Regions from separate parts of the Mus musculus genome. Here regions 2 and 3 are each linked to region 1. The links are chromatin contacts, called in public Hi-C maps. All regions are on one chromosome and are shown on one strand. Each heading gives the region's core, a stretch centred on a gene start, on an enhancer-like site or on the middle of the called end of the contact. The rest is flanking DNA. Distances are from core to core; before and after follow the strand shown.

The links. A called contact is a pair of places that touch in the nucleus more often than the background predicts.
Region 2: a contact with region 1 is called in a Hi-C map of the N1E-115 cell line, with 4 times the contacts expected there. The contact joins two enhancer-like sites. A contact is called at or near these places in 2 of 484 Hi-C or Micro-C datasets (the N1E-115 cell line and myocytes).
Region 3: a contact with region 1 is called in a Hi-C map of the N1E-115 cell line, with 3 times the contacts expected there. The contact joins two enhancer-like sites. A contact is called at or near these places in 3 of 484 Hi-C or Micro-C datasets (the N1E-115 cell line, embryonic fibroblasts and embryonic stem cells).

Annotation. Positions count from the first base shown.
Region 1 is chr2:8,689,690-8,694,168 of GRCm38.p6, reverse strand. No RefSeq gene overlaps it. Among named protein-coding and RNA genes, the nearest start is that of Gm30957, 260 kb to the left of the region's middle. Within about 2 kb of position 2,703, at least 6 of the 459 cell types and tissues checked have an H3K27ac peak or open chromatin away from gene starts, as enhancers often do. A contact at or near this core is called in the N1E-115 cell line, where this site is marked.
Region 2 is chr2:9,618,514-9,622,992 of GRCm38.p6, reverse strand. No RefSeq gene overlaps it. Among named protein-coding and RNA genes, the nearest start is that of Gm13218, 28 kb to the right of the region's middle. Within about 2 kb of position 2,207, at least 86 of the 459 cell types and tissues checked have an H3K27ac peak or open chromatin away from gene starts, as enhancers often do. A contact at or near this core is called in the N1E-115 cell line, where this site is marked.
Region 3 is chr2:9,572,236-9,576,714 of GRCm38.p6, reverse strand. No RefSeq gene overlaps it. Among named protein-coding and RNA genes, the nearest start is that of Gm13218, 18 kb to the left of the region's middle. Within about 2 kb of position 2,379, at least 38 of the 459 cell types and tissues checked have an H3K27ac peak or open chromatin away from gene starts, as enhancers often do. A contact at or near this core is called in the N1E-115 cell line, where this site is marked.

The DNA.
Region 1 (4,479 bases), core at 1,454-3,953:
CATCTTTCACACACATCTGCCTTCCTTTCCTCACTCCATTGTCCAGCTGCTTTCTAGACTTGAAGGTTGTACTACCTAGCCTATTCAACAGATGCCTGAAAACTTGTGCAGCTACGGAATTGGGAAGAATTCTACTCTGTGTGGTGTGTCCATGCTGCCGTTAGAGAACATGCATGGTCTTGTTTTTTTCTAAATGCTGCTCTCATTCAGAAGTCTCAGAAACCAGTGGTACAGCAATAGGAATATAACAAAAGGCCTCTGTTTCTACGGTGTTCTCCTGTGTGAGGTTCCCAGAATGATCTCTTCTCAAGACTAGAAGTGGATCTTAAAATCCCCCCATAAATACCAAGTGTATTAATTTAGCCCTCTAATTCCCAAAGCATACAACAAGGCAGAATCCCTTTCTTTGATTTCAGAGGATTTGCTCATGGAAGGGTGAGCAGGTGGGATGTGCCTTCCTTCGTGGCAAAGCATCAGAAAGCAGGGAAGGGAACCAGAATCACGAAAACCAGGCAAAACACACCTGTGGTGACCTATCTCCACTAGCTAGGTTTGATTTTCCAAACACTCTCTAACCTTCCAAAACAGTCACCCGTTGGGCACCAAATTATCAAAATTATTTACTTATGGAGGACATTTTAGTTACTAATTATAGCATCAGGCCATGCATTTCTAGATTTGAAACAACCCACTTTTCTTTTTCCTTTTTTCCCCCCACTAGTAAGATTTTTAAAAAAAAGGTTATTATAAACAATATGAACTAACCAGTACCCCCAGAGCTCCCGTCTCTAACTGCATATGTAGCAGAAGATGGCCTAGTTGGCCATCATTGGGAAGAGAGGCCCCTTGGTCTTGCAAACTTTATATGCCCCAGTTCAAGGGAACTCCAAGGCCAAGAAGTGGGAGTGGGTGGGTAGGGGAGCAGGACGGGGTGGGGGGGTGGGGGGGAGGGTATAGGGAACTTTAAGAATAGCATTTGAAGTGTAAATAAAGAAAATATCTAATAAAAAAAAGAAAAAAAATCGCTATGTTTGTTTACATTACAAATGTTATCCCCCTTTCCAGTTTCTCCTCCAGAAGCCCCCTATACCCCCCCTGCCTCTATGAGGGTGCTCTCTCACCCTCCCACTCACCCCTGCCTCAGCGCCCTAGCATTACCCTATGCTGAGTCATGGAGCCTCCACAGGAACAAGGGTCTCTTCTCCCATTGATGCCAGATAGGCTATCCTCTGCTACATGGTCAGCTGGAACCATGGGTTCCCCGTGTATACTTTTTGGTTTGTGGGTTAGTCCCTGGGAGGTCTTGAGGGGAGGGGGTCTGATTAGTTGATATTGTTATTCTTCCTATGGGGCTGCAAACCCCTTCAGCTTCTTCCGTCCTTGTCCTAACTTCTCCATTGGGATCCCTGTGCTCAATCCGATGTTTGGCTATGAGCATCTGCTTCTGTATTGGTCAGGCTATGGCTGAGCCTTACAGGAGACAGCTACTCCAGGCCCCTCTCAGCAAGCACTTCTTGGCATCAGTAATAGTGTCTGGGTTTGGTGTCTGCAGATGGGATGGGTCCAAACAGCATGAGCATCTCAGCGGCATGGGTCTCAGTGGCCAGATGTGTCTGTGTGCATATACTAAATTCTGTAGCAGGCAGTTGTCATTGAGAGTCTACCTTTATGTCAAAAGGCTGCAGGAAAAAAATGATGGAAACAATTGCCTGAAGGTGCAATCTTGAAGGTCTGGAACAGTGACTCATGATGAAATGCCACAGATGACCTGCAGTTTTACCTGAGACACGTTTCCACCCCTTACTTTCCCGCAACACACGCAGTGGAGTAATGGTTTTCATTTACAAAGCCTTTTTTTCATCTAATGTACAGGTTGTTTGTATATGTCTATTCGTTTTTAATGCCCAGTTTCCTTAAGGCATTCTGGTTACAAGAAGTGTTCACTTTTTAAAGCAATGGCCAGTCCTCACTGCCCCGGCATGTTCTTTAAGCAATGGCCATTTTTCCCTGTGCTTGTCATGATCTTTAAGCAATGGCAAGTCCCCACTCTCCTCCTGCATGGTCTTTAAGCAGTGGTCAGTCCTCACTGTCCCCTGTGTGATCTTTAATCAATGTTCAGCCCTCTTTGTGTTAAATGTACTCAAATCCTCCAGTTTCCCAACTGAAGAGCAGACTCTAATGATTAGTTAAGAAATGCATTCAACTTAATTCAGATTTTATTCTCCCCTTAAGTCCCTTAGCTGAGCTCTCTTACTTCGATTTTTCAGAATTAAAGAAACCCTCATTTAAAATGAGCTTGTGCACACAGGGCATCTGTCTGTCACCAAAGGCAAAGAGCATCTTTCAAATATAATGGGGACAGGAGTCATCAACTCTAAATCTGATCTGCCCGTAATTCAATTAAATCATTACATTCTTGTCTTTCACTGATTTGTCTTGCCTACCGAAAACCATGCAACAAATGTGTTAAATGTTCATGTTTATATAGTGTGTGCATCTAAAGAGAAAGAAAGAAAAAAATCATTTAATGCTAAAGAGGAGAATATATTGTTGATTTTTTTTTTTAACAAATGGCTGGGAGGGTTATAATGTATTAGTTTTTTTTTTTCTAGAGGTAATCTTAGATGGGGAGTGAATGAAGGGAGGTCCGTTATCAGTCCATAACATCTGCTGCAGTGTCAAGTGATGAAATGGGTGACTCCGGAGCCCAAGACAGCTGGGACGGATTTCTTAATGCAGGAGGGTATTGTGCAAACAAACAGGCCCTGATACGGTCTATGGTTGTCACAATTATTCAGGCTGGTGATACATCTTCCAGTATTAGCTGCTTGAGCAGTCTTATTTCTTTTAAAACTAAACTACTATATAACAATTGCCATCCTGGTCTGCAAGTCAGTGGAAACAAATAAAATAAATACACCAGGAACAACAACAACAAAAATAAATAAGTAGAAATTAAAATTTATCACTGGAGCAATAAACTGTAAAGCTGACGTCGGATGAACAGGGCAAGACAAACCACCTACAACAATGACCCGGGAGGGAACAAACAAAGCCTGATCCCAAACCTGACTGAAATTAAAGCTCCAAAGGAGGAGCAGTTTTTCTCACCCTTTGTTACATAAGTGGCCCGGGTGTCCTTCAAGCTACAGATACATAAGTGCTGGTTTGGATACCTAATTTCCATTCATGCTACTTTTAGGCTTGTGGCTTGTGTACAGTATCATAGCCATGCCTAATTAGAATGATGGAGCTTCTCTAACAGGTAAAGATTCTATAAAAAGAAGAAATGAAATAATTTGGAAATCACTATTTACATACATGAAAAATGCTAATGGGTTTAAACATAAATCGAAGAGGAGTTTCCCTTACATAGGCGTCCTGGTAAATACATCAATATTGAGGAGGAACTTAGAAATTGTACAGCTGACACCCAATTCAGATATGATGCAGCATACAAGAATACAGCCCAGCTTTGGATCTGATATCTGAAAACTGCTGTAAGAATTATTTAGGTTTTCTGTGCCTTGGAATCAAAAGTCAATAAAAGAAAGGAGGTTGCTGGGGACAGTTCAGGGTGTAAAGGCTTGCCTGGCAAGCATGAGTTCAGATCCCCAAAACCCACATAAAGAGACGTGACTTGTATCTATAATCTCAGCTCTGAGAGTTGGGGGGGTGGAGAGTAGGGACTTCCAAGACACTCATGGGACTCCTAACCTGGTCTAAATGCTGAAGTCCACGCTGTTGTAGGACCTTATCTCAAGCAAACAGTAGAAGATCTTCAGGACTGAAGGTTGTTCTCTGACCAGGACATATGCACTTTGCACAAATGCACATTTACCAACACACACACACACACACACAGAGAGACAGAGACAGAGACAGAGAGAGAGACAGAGACAGAGAGAGAGAGAGACAGAGAGAGAGACAGAGAGAGAGACACAGAGAGAGAGAGACAGAGACAGAGAGAGAGACAGAGACAGAGACAGAGACAGAGAGACAGAGAGAGAGAAGAGAGAAGAGAGAGAGACAGAGAGAGAGAGAAAGAGAGAGAAGAGAGAGAGAGAGAGAGAGAGAGAGAGAGCGAGCAAAGAATCATGAACCCTTCACTCTGAGCAACTCTCACAATAAAGCATGTGTGCGAAATAATAACCGAGTAAATTAAAATGTTTCTAGAAACCCAAGTGTATTTGATTCTGAGCTCATTTTGGTCAGGCTGCCTCTGTCTTTGTCACTTATATATCCAGGGTAGTATTAGAAATGATAGTATTAATAGTAGTATTATTTTAGGAGAAATATCTTCAAAATAAATGTGAACAGAAAGATTGAATCTGTGTCACAAATGCTTAACTGAGACACTGGTTCTTTCAAAAAATCAGAAAATAAGCTTTTATTATTTATTTATATATTTTTTAATTTTAGAAGTTACTGGGGATCTGCTGGTCTGCATTACATCATGTGTGTTTTCTGTTGTATATA
Region 2 (4,479 bases), core at 958-3,457, 930 kb before region 1:
AAGAAGACACGGAATCTCCTGACACTGGAGCTACCTGTCATGCGTGTTGGCAACCACAGGTCTTCCTCTGTCTCAGAGGAAAGTCTCAAAGCCACTACCTTCCAGCCTAACATCTTCAGGGGCTGGGAGTTTAGATGTGCATCATCAAACCCAGCATTTGGGAAACCTCCTTGTCATGTGCTCTGTGGTATTAGCATCACAGCAACAGTGTCACCGATCGCCTCTATATTTAATTAAGAAACAAGTAGTCAAGTAGTGATGTTAATGTTTGTGTGTCCTAACCAAATCCCCACACAGTTATTTTTAGTGTCCTCATGTGGACTCCAAGGCATAGCAATTCTGCTCATCAAACATCAAATCACAAAGACACACCACACGCTGGCAGTGAGGAGGAGCCTCTAACTGTGGCACTTGCTAGGGAAGAATGTTTGTGTTCCACCCAAGGAATCCCTGTAATCTTGTGATGCTGAGACAAAGAAAGTGAATCTTGTGCAATATAGGTAATAATAATACACCCTGTGGTATTGGGCAAGACAGGGGAATCTCACAAGCTCCACCTGCCAGGCAGAGCCAGGGGCAAGGAGCTCCGCAGAAAAGGTCCAGGGAGCACAAATAGCCCAAAGGGTGGGCCAGTGGATCCCCCTCAAGTACTCAAAGTAGCCATTTCACTTCTTCCTGGGTTAGGTGGTGACTGGAATTGTCTCTCTTGCTTTGCATGTGGACTTGCATTTCACTGGTCTGGTGACTCTGTTGTCTGAGTCTGCTTTCAGAATTCTCAAGAAGTCTGGGACTCTGAGTTGATGTTATGACCAAAACAATCAAATACTTCCCCTGAATGACCTGTGTATTAGACCCTGCATTGTATGCATGCATGCATGCATGTGTGCATGTGTGCATATGTATCTGTGTATTTATATGCCACACGTATTCTGAAATATGGGCGAATAAAATCTTGAGTCTTTCTCTCTCTCTCTCTCCCTCTCTAAATGGAAAGAATTCAAACAATTTGCTAACTTTTCATGGCTTGCTTTGACTGTTGCATGACTTTACCTTTGACTGTTGCATGTTGAAAGTTGCACCATACCTCATAAGAAAGACATTAACCTTGGAGGTGACCATGGTCATACACTTCCTCCTTCAGAGGGACTTGAGTAGTTTTTGATGAATTGATCTCATAGTCTTCCTATCCTGGCTTATAAAAATGGAAAACAATGTGGTTTTCTGGAAAAATAAATTCTATGAAGCTAGTGGAGCACACCTGTGTTGTTTTCTGTGGAGGTCACATGAGAAGGACAGAAAAGAAAGGCTCGCTTCTCCATTCTCCCAGGCTTTCTTCAGAGAGGAAAAGGAAATGCTCGAGAGCCATTATTTTGACCAGTGGGTTATTTTAATATTTGCCACTTTCAGGGTCTGCACAAGAAAATCAACTCATGAGTCTGGAATGTTCTTTGCCCAAAAACTGAGGCCACAGCGTAATCCTCCCCTGAGGTGAACCATGCCGGTCTGGTGGAGCTCAGTACTTCTATAAAGCTCTACATGGCCCCAAGGTGCGTTGATGGCCAAGGTTACTCTCTCCTCCAAGTGAAATTCTTCCAAATCACTTGTTGACTGTTTACAGCCGTTCAACGATTTTTGTGGCCTGGTCATAAAGATTGACGACCAAAGCTTCCTTCTTTGTGCTGGGGGGAGATTTTTGCTTTTATTTTTCCTGGCTTCCCTTGATTTACTGATTAGATATGTGTTCAGTGCGGTTGCCAGCTGGCTGAGGTAGCAATAGCAGGGGTTGCAACGCCCCCAACCTAGGCTCTGGTGAATCTACAGCAGCTGGGACTGAATGGTGGGATCCCATTTGCTCTCGGTTTAGAAAAGATGCCTCCTTTCTCTCCTTGTCTCTACATCAAAGGGCAGGCTTGTCATGTGCTTGTGTTCCAGCCATAATGGTCAGTCCTCTGAATGCAGCTTCAGGTGTTAACACAGGCCTTCCAGTGGGCAAGCCGTCAGCTGCTCTCACAGAAAGTGTCACGAGGCTGGCAGCCAGGCACTGAAGCAGTTTCTATGTCGTTGCTAGGGATGCCACATTAAATACCCAAATGCTCTGTGTACAAAATGAGGAAAAAGTGACATTCTGCCTTCCCCTGTGGGAGTGGAATACGTGATTCACAGGCCTTCTGCAGCATTAATCAGGCCTTGTTTACATGGAAGGGAGCCAAAAGAGCGAGAGCCAAGAAGGTGTGTTCGGAAAGCCAAGCGGTGATGTCATCCGTGCAGAGCAGCTCCGGCAAGCCACTCGCTCCCTTCGATGCCTTGTGCAGAACCGCAGGAGCAAATCCTAGTTAAGTGTCTCAGGAACACCAAGGTGCTTCATCCCGCGCTTGAGATTTACGTGGCTCTTATTATGATTTGTTTGCCAAATAGTAGAACATCATCACCTGTGACTATCCCAGGCAAAACGTCAGCCTCATCTACTGGGAAAATGGCAACAAGAGAGTCTTAGACAGTTGTAAGGCCACCCTTAGCTACTGTGAGGTGAGTCTCCATGCAGACTTGACAAATAGACTGTTAGTAGTAATCACATATCATCAAGATTTTTTAACTGGATAGGATGATTGCAGAAAGCAAAAGCTTATGTATCACAGACTTAGCTTGAACCCCGTACATAGCTGAGGATGTCCTTGAACTCTCGATCATCTTGCCTCTCCTGTCGCGTCCTGGCGTTATAGGTGTGGACTACCATGCCAGGTATATGTAGTGCTGGGGACTGAAGCCAGGGCTTTCTGCTAAAGCTTCACCCTCAAACCTTTCTCATTATTTAAAACAATTCAGACATCAGCTATTACGTTCTTTCCAGTGGAGAAGCTGATCTGATGTCTACAAAGACAATCAAGTAAGAACTCGGGTTTTGAATGCCAATGAAATAAAGTGGATATTTCTGTTTGAAGTGTTGCCTTACTTGGGCTATCGTCTGTGAGTATTCTTCCATTCTTCCCTTCAATGTGGATCCTATACATTCTACCCTTAGTGGAGTTCATGTGTCAAGCCCTGAATTGTTAGGTATTGAGGCCACTACTCTGAGTGAATGGACATTCTCCTTGTCATGATGGAGTTTAGTCGCTATAATTAGTCACTTTAGTCAAGTCTCTGTGTTGGGGACAGTGGAGCTTGGGTATTTAAGCAGAGTTCCCAGTGCCTGAATTAGGGCCGTTGCCTTTGGAAGGATGCTCTTTGTATTCTTTTTTTTTTTTTTTTTTTTCAGTTTAAAGCTCAAAGGCTTCAAGTTGGAGTCCTCTTCTCTTTTAAAGGAATGCTAAAAGGGTTGAAATGGAAGATACTGTTTTTAAAGAAAAAGCCAACACGAAGACTGGCAATGTAGCTCAGTGGTAGAACACCTGCCTACATACATATCCCTGCACTGGGAAACAAAAAAGAGCCAGAGAAAACAACAATGATCCTGAAAGAATCTCGCTCAAGTCCTCCTTGAATAGTTAACCAATTTGGTTTTACTTTGCACACAATCATTTAGGTAAATATTTTATGTAAATGAGAACATTTTATGTAAAATGAGCAAAGGGCATTGTTTACTTAGCCAGTGAGTGTAGGCAGTGAAAGAATTGCTTCTCGCTTCTCTCCTGGGTTCATTTCTGTTCACAGGACAGCAGAGAAGCTCTTGGTTCTGTCAGGCTAAGCTCAGTCAGTGCAGTAAAGGCTTAGATAAAATAATGAAGGAGCCTATTGGGAATAGCAGGAGCACATGGGTCCTTAGAAGAGATTCCTTTGGGAAAGTTTGCTTTCAGGGTTAGGCAAATGACAAGCGAAAGGCAGCAGGGCTTGAAATAACCTGGCTTCTTGGAAGTAGAGATTCTACTTTCTGATAGGAACTGACAGAACACTTAATCTTCTGAGACGGAAGAAAAATGGAGTTTCACACAGGTTAGGAAACTTCCAGAACACTTTAAAACCAAGGATTTTTTTGCTTAATTTAAAAAAAAGTCTCTCTGTGTGTGTGTGTGTTGTGTGTGTGTGTCTGTCTGTCTATACACACATAGGAAAGTAATTCAATCCTTTGAAGGTCAGAGGACAACTTTTAAGATTCAGTCCTCCCTTTTCAGCAGGTGAGATCGTCAGGACCTGTCAGCAAAGCACCTTTACCCACAGAGCCATCCTACCTGCCCTCCATCTTGCTTTAGTGTGGATTCTGCTTTGCTTTGTCTGGTGTACGACCTATGCTTAGTGTCTTCCTTCATGGATTCGACGCTTTCATAGCATCATGTGTTCAACGAACTCTGGGCACATGGCATGGGAATCCATCTGCATTGTACAACAAAGTAGGCCATTGTCTTATCCTTGAGAGATAGGTCAGTCAACGCTCTGACCGGGAGTTCTCTGGCATTCTGATTGGTTGGAGGGCGGGCCTCACAATAAGTCTGTTTCGCAGGTAACGACATCTTTTCACGATGACATTGATGGCATGCTTTTGTATTT
Region 3 (4,479 bases), core at 1,130-3,629, 880 kb before region 1:
TGCTGGGTATGGAACTTGGTCCTCATGCTAATGAGCCAAAGATCATACCAACCGAGTCACTCCCTCAGCTTGAATCAAAACTTAAAAAACACACTTACTTACTTCATACTGAATTTATTACTATGTCATATGTCTTGGTTTCTTCAGTTTCCTCTGGAATATCTTTTTTTTTAAATATTGTTTTTTGAGTTTATAGTATAATTACCCCATCTCTTCTATCTTATATACCACCAAACTTTCTCTCCCATGTAACATCCCTTCCTGCTCTCTTTAGAGGCCTCTTTTCTTTAATTGCTTTACACACACACACACACTCACTCATAAACATAACTACAACATGTTCAACCCATTTACACTGTTACTTGCATGTATGTTATCAGGGTTGACCACTTGATATGGGATTTCTTTTTACCCCCGAGCATCCTCTTTTTCTTGCTTAGGAACACTTCCTGTGTCAGTGAGGATTGTCCCAATATGGCAGGGGGTGCGGGGTCTGTGTATAGGTTGATCTGATGCTGTGCTCTATGAATTCAATTGCGCATCTTGAGTGTTGTGTTCACCGGAGAGATGTTCAATGGCTCGAGCATGTATACCTAAGTCCTTAAGTTAAGATTACTCTGAAATTCTGCACTCTTTTAGGGCCACCAACTCTCTGTCCAGCCCTACTAGTTAGCCTAGGGAACACCAACTCTATTCTACTGTCAGAAAGAAGGGTTTTTAAAGTGCCATCTTTCAGATACTTGATGGCTTTTTAGACACGGGTGTTCTTGATGGCCAGAACGGTTTCCTGAGTGTTCTTAAAGTGACTAGGAGGATTTGAGCCTTCTGTTTTGCCTGATTTTGTAGGGTATTCTGGGTCAGGAGACTAACTAATCATTGCCATAGTCACCTCTGGTCACTTACAAGAAAGGGTATTTACATAATCACTGACTTATTTTTTAAATTATTTCACACATTTTCACCTCAGAGAAGTTCTAACCTTGAACTCTAGGATTGTGGGCCCTTGTCATTTAGCTCTGGGACAATTCACATGGTTTTTGCTTTGAGCAAGGTTTTGAAGTCGTTTCTGAAAGGGGAATCGATAACATAAGAAGGTTTTTAAACGGCAGAGTATCACTGAACCGTAAATACTAGTTTAAACTTGGAGCTCGGCACGCTAATATTTATTCACCTGAATGGGAACCTTTGGAGGAAATCCTTTGGTCAGCACAGGCGTATGATCCAACAGAGCCCAGCACTTAGACTATCAGTCGCTCTGCAACGATTGTCTACTGCTCTCTCATTAGTTCTCATTACAAACTAGTCAGAGCTCCCTCTTTCTTCTTCCTGCCCTTTCGTTCTCTCTTTTTAGACAGGAGCACATGTGGTCTGACTGACCTCTAACTCCCTATGTACTAGAAGATGACCTTGAACTTATGATCTTCCTGTCTCTAATTCTGAGCACCAGTGTTATTGGTCATGTCCAGTTATGGTTCTAGAGATCAAGCCACATCCCCCCAGCACACCAGGCAACTGTTCTACCTACAGAGGCCTCTATAGGCCCCTCGCTGATTCCTTTAGCTTTGGTTGGGCTGGGAGATGGTGACCTTGGCCCTCTTTAGAAGCAGCTGATTCTTTCTTCCCTTGAAGGCATCATTGAAGGAAACCTTGACTATGGCCAGCTGTGCGTCTTGCTGCATTGCAAGTTCATAAAGAACTTGAGGTGGCTTTGTTGGTTATGTATTTGTAGCTCTTTCCAGCTGTCCATTCCTTCACTGGGAACTTATTAACTCGAAGACAAACAGCGGGCCTTTTTCAGAACTCAAGCCCTCTCTACCAAACTAGTGTGAGTGGCACTTCTCATTCCCAAAAGTGGTCAAGACTACTGTCTACAGACTTGTAGGGCCTCATGGGCACCAGCGTTTCCCCAGCCTCTGTCTCTTAGGTTAGGCAACAAACCAGGGCAAGGTGAGCTTGGTTCCTTCTGATTGAGCATATACGTTCCCTCATGGCAGGTTTTAAAAGGATCTTCAGTATTGCAGGCAAACAGGGTTTTTCCATCATTTAAAAAGGGCTCATTAGACTCTGCAAATTGATGCAGCTCACAGAACACGGAGAGGGTCTGGGTTCCCACATAAATTAGCTCCATTTCTGCGAGATGAAAAATGCTTTGGCCCCAACTGCCAGCACTACAAACACAGCCCGGCTTGGAAAAAAACAAGGTGTGCCCACTGTGCCTCTTACATCACCAGCAGCCATAAAAGCACCGTAATTAAAACTGAGCTGACAATTTGCTTAATGATGTGCGAGGCAGGGGAGGAGACTCCAAGGAGGGCCCCCGAGTGTGGTTGGCTGGCGTTTCTGCCATTCCAGCCTCTGCAGCTTAGGCAGTGGCAGCTACCAAGATTCTGTTACACTTGAGAAAGTGGTGACTCATCTGAGAGACCTCAGGGAGGGCAAGGAAGCCAAGCCACAGCCTTGAAATCATCAAGACTCTTTTCACCATAATGAGTTTGTGTGAGGGAGAAGGTACTTAAGGTGTTCTGGAACCATCCATTTATAATTAGCCAGGTAGAATTAAAAAAAAAATTAAACGATTCTTCACAATATAATGTAGGCCAATTAACAATGTAATTGGTTTGCTACAGTAACATGAGGGAGGATTTCTAACCCACTCTTGCCTCAGATTTACTATTATTATATAAGGAGAGAATCTTTTAAAGTCTGAGAGGCATTAGAGTTCAATTGGAAGGGACACAGTGTTGAGTGCCCAATGTGTGGATAAGCTCTCTAATCCAGCAGTCAGCCAAACGTCTTCTTTGACCCTTGACCCTATCATTTCATGACCTACAAAATGAAGGGCCCACCTAACTGCACTCTACATTTGAAAACTTTGGTAGCATTCTAGAAAGAGCCAATTAGATAGTTGTTCGGGTATCGGGATAAACCATTGTGGTAGACATCTCTTGAGTTACTCTTGAATAATTTAAAGGTGCATTTCTTAAGTACTCTTCAGCTAAAAATGCGATTGAACAGTGAATATCAGGAGACATTTTCCTGAAACATGATAAAAAAAAGTTTATCCTTGTGCCATTTCTAAAGGCCAAGAAAAGCAGTGTACATTTGTAAACATCTAAATCAAATAAGTTCTTTCATGGACTCCACTCTCCAGCTAAATTGACTAGAAAGTAAGGGGATCATTTGTGCCAACTTCTACCTTATGAGGGGAACTTAAAAGTTACAATCAATATTGGATAATGTCTTAGGCAGGCAGGAGGCAGCTCTTAGGATCAGACACTCACAATCTGGCCCTGTTTTGAAATCTCTAAATAATTGTATGGTATCAATTTATCAGAATGGATTTCATTCAGGCCAGAACTAGAACTAAAGGCATGCCTGTCTCATTTCAGCTGGTTTATTTCTTTGGGACAGTAGCTGGTCCTTGAAACTCATGAACTTAGAAAACTCTGTCCTCCGGTGGTTTCTGAGACATTGCAAATCTCCCTGAATGAGGTTCCCATCAAGGCACATCTGGCTAAATACAACCCCAGGGCAAAAAAATACATCTAGAGTAACTGGGGATATAAGACAAAGTTTTTATTCACCCCTCATGCAAATTGGGGTCACACCGGATGAGATCACCAAATAGCCAATGTTCCCTAACTCTTCTCCATCACCAAGGCTGGGATTTTCCTTTATTAATTGAGATGCTACACGTGTCCTAAAACTGTATCAGATGTGAAAATCCAGTCATGGTCCACGTCTTGATAATCGTCTTATATAGTACATTGCTTTAATTTCATTTCCTCAGCATTTAAACTGTTTCCTAAGGGGATTTGTGATTCTCTTCTGTGATTACTGTTTACCTTGGATTCTTTTTGTTTAATTTATAGCGTGATGGCAACTAAGTTAATAAATGTGCTTAGCAGAGCAAATCAATTAAGATGATGGTTTCAGATGATGGTGACTGGTTGAAAGTACAGGAAAGGAAAAGGATACATTTAGAGACAAAGAAATTTTGATTAAAAAACCCAGTATGGTTCTTGATGAGTGGAGTGGCTTAGGTAAGTTATTTAATGCCTCTGAGCTTTAATTTTCTTATCCACAAAACAGGAGAAATAAAATAATAGTTATTAATCATTGTGTGAGAATTATGTAACACATGACGAGAGCAATGGCAGCTGTTGGGAACATGCTACATGTTAGGCACCCACCGTATTGCTGTGGTAAACAATTTGATTCTCTCTCTCTCTTTCTCTCTGTGTCTGTCCTGCCTTTCTTTCTTTTCTCCTTTCTTCCTTTCTTCCTTTCTTCCTTTCTTCCTTCCTTCCTTCCTTCCTTTCTTTCTTTCTTTCTTTCTTTCTTTCTTTCTTTCTTTCTTTCTTTCTTTCTTTCTTTCTTTCTATCTTGTGTGTGTGTTTCATGTAGCTAGGCTGGCCTCAAACTCATTCAAGATGTCCTTGAATTTCTGAGACCTATGCCTGTACACTCTGCCTGATA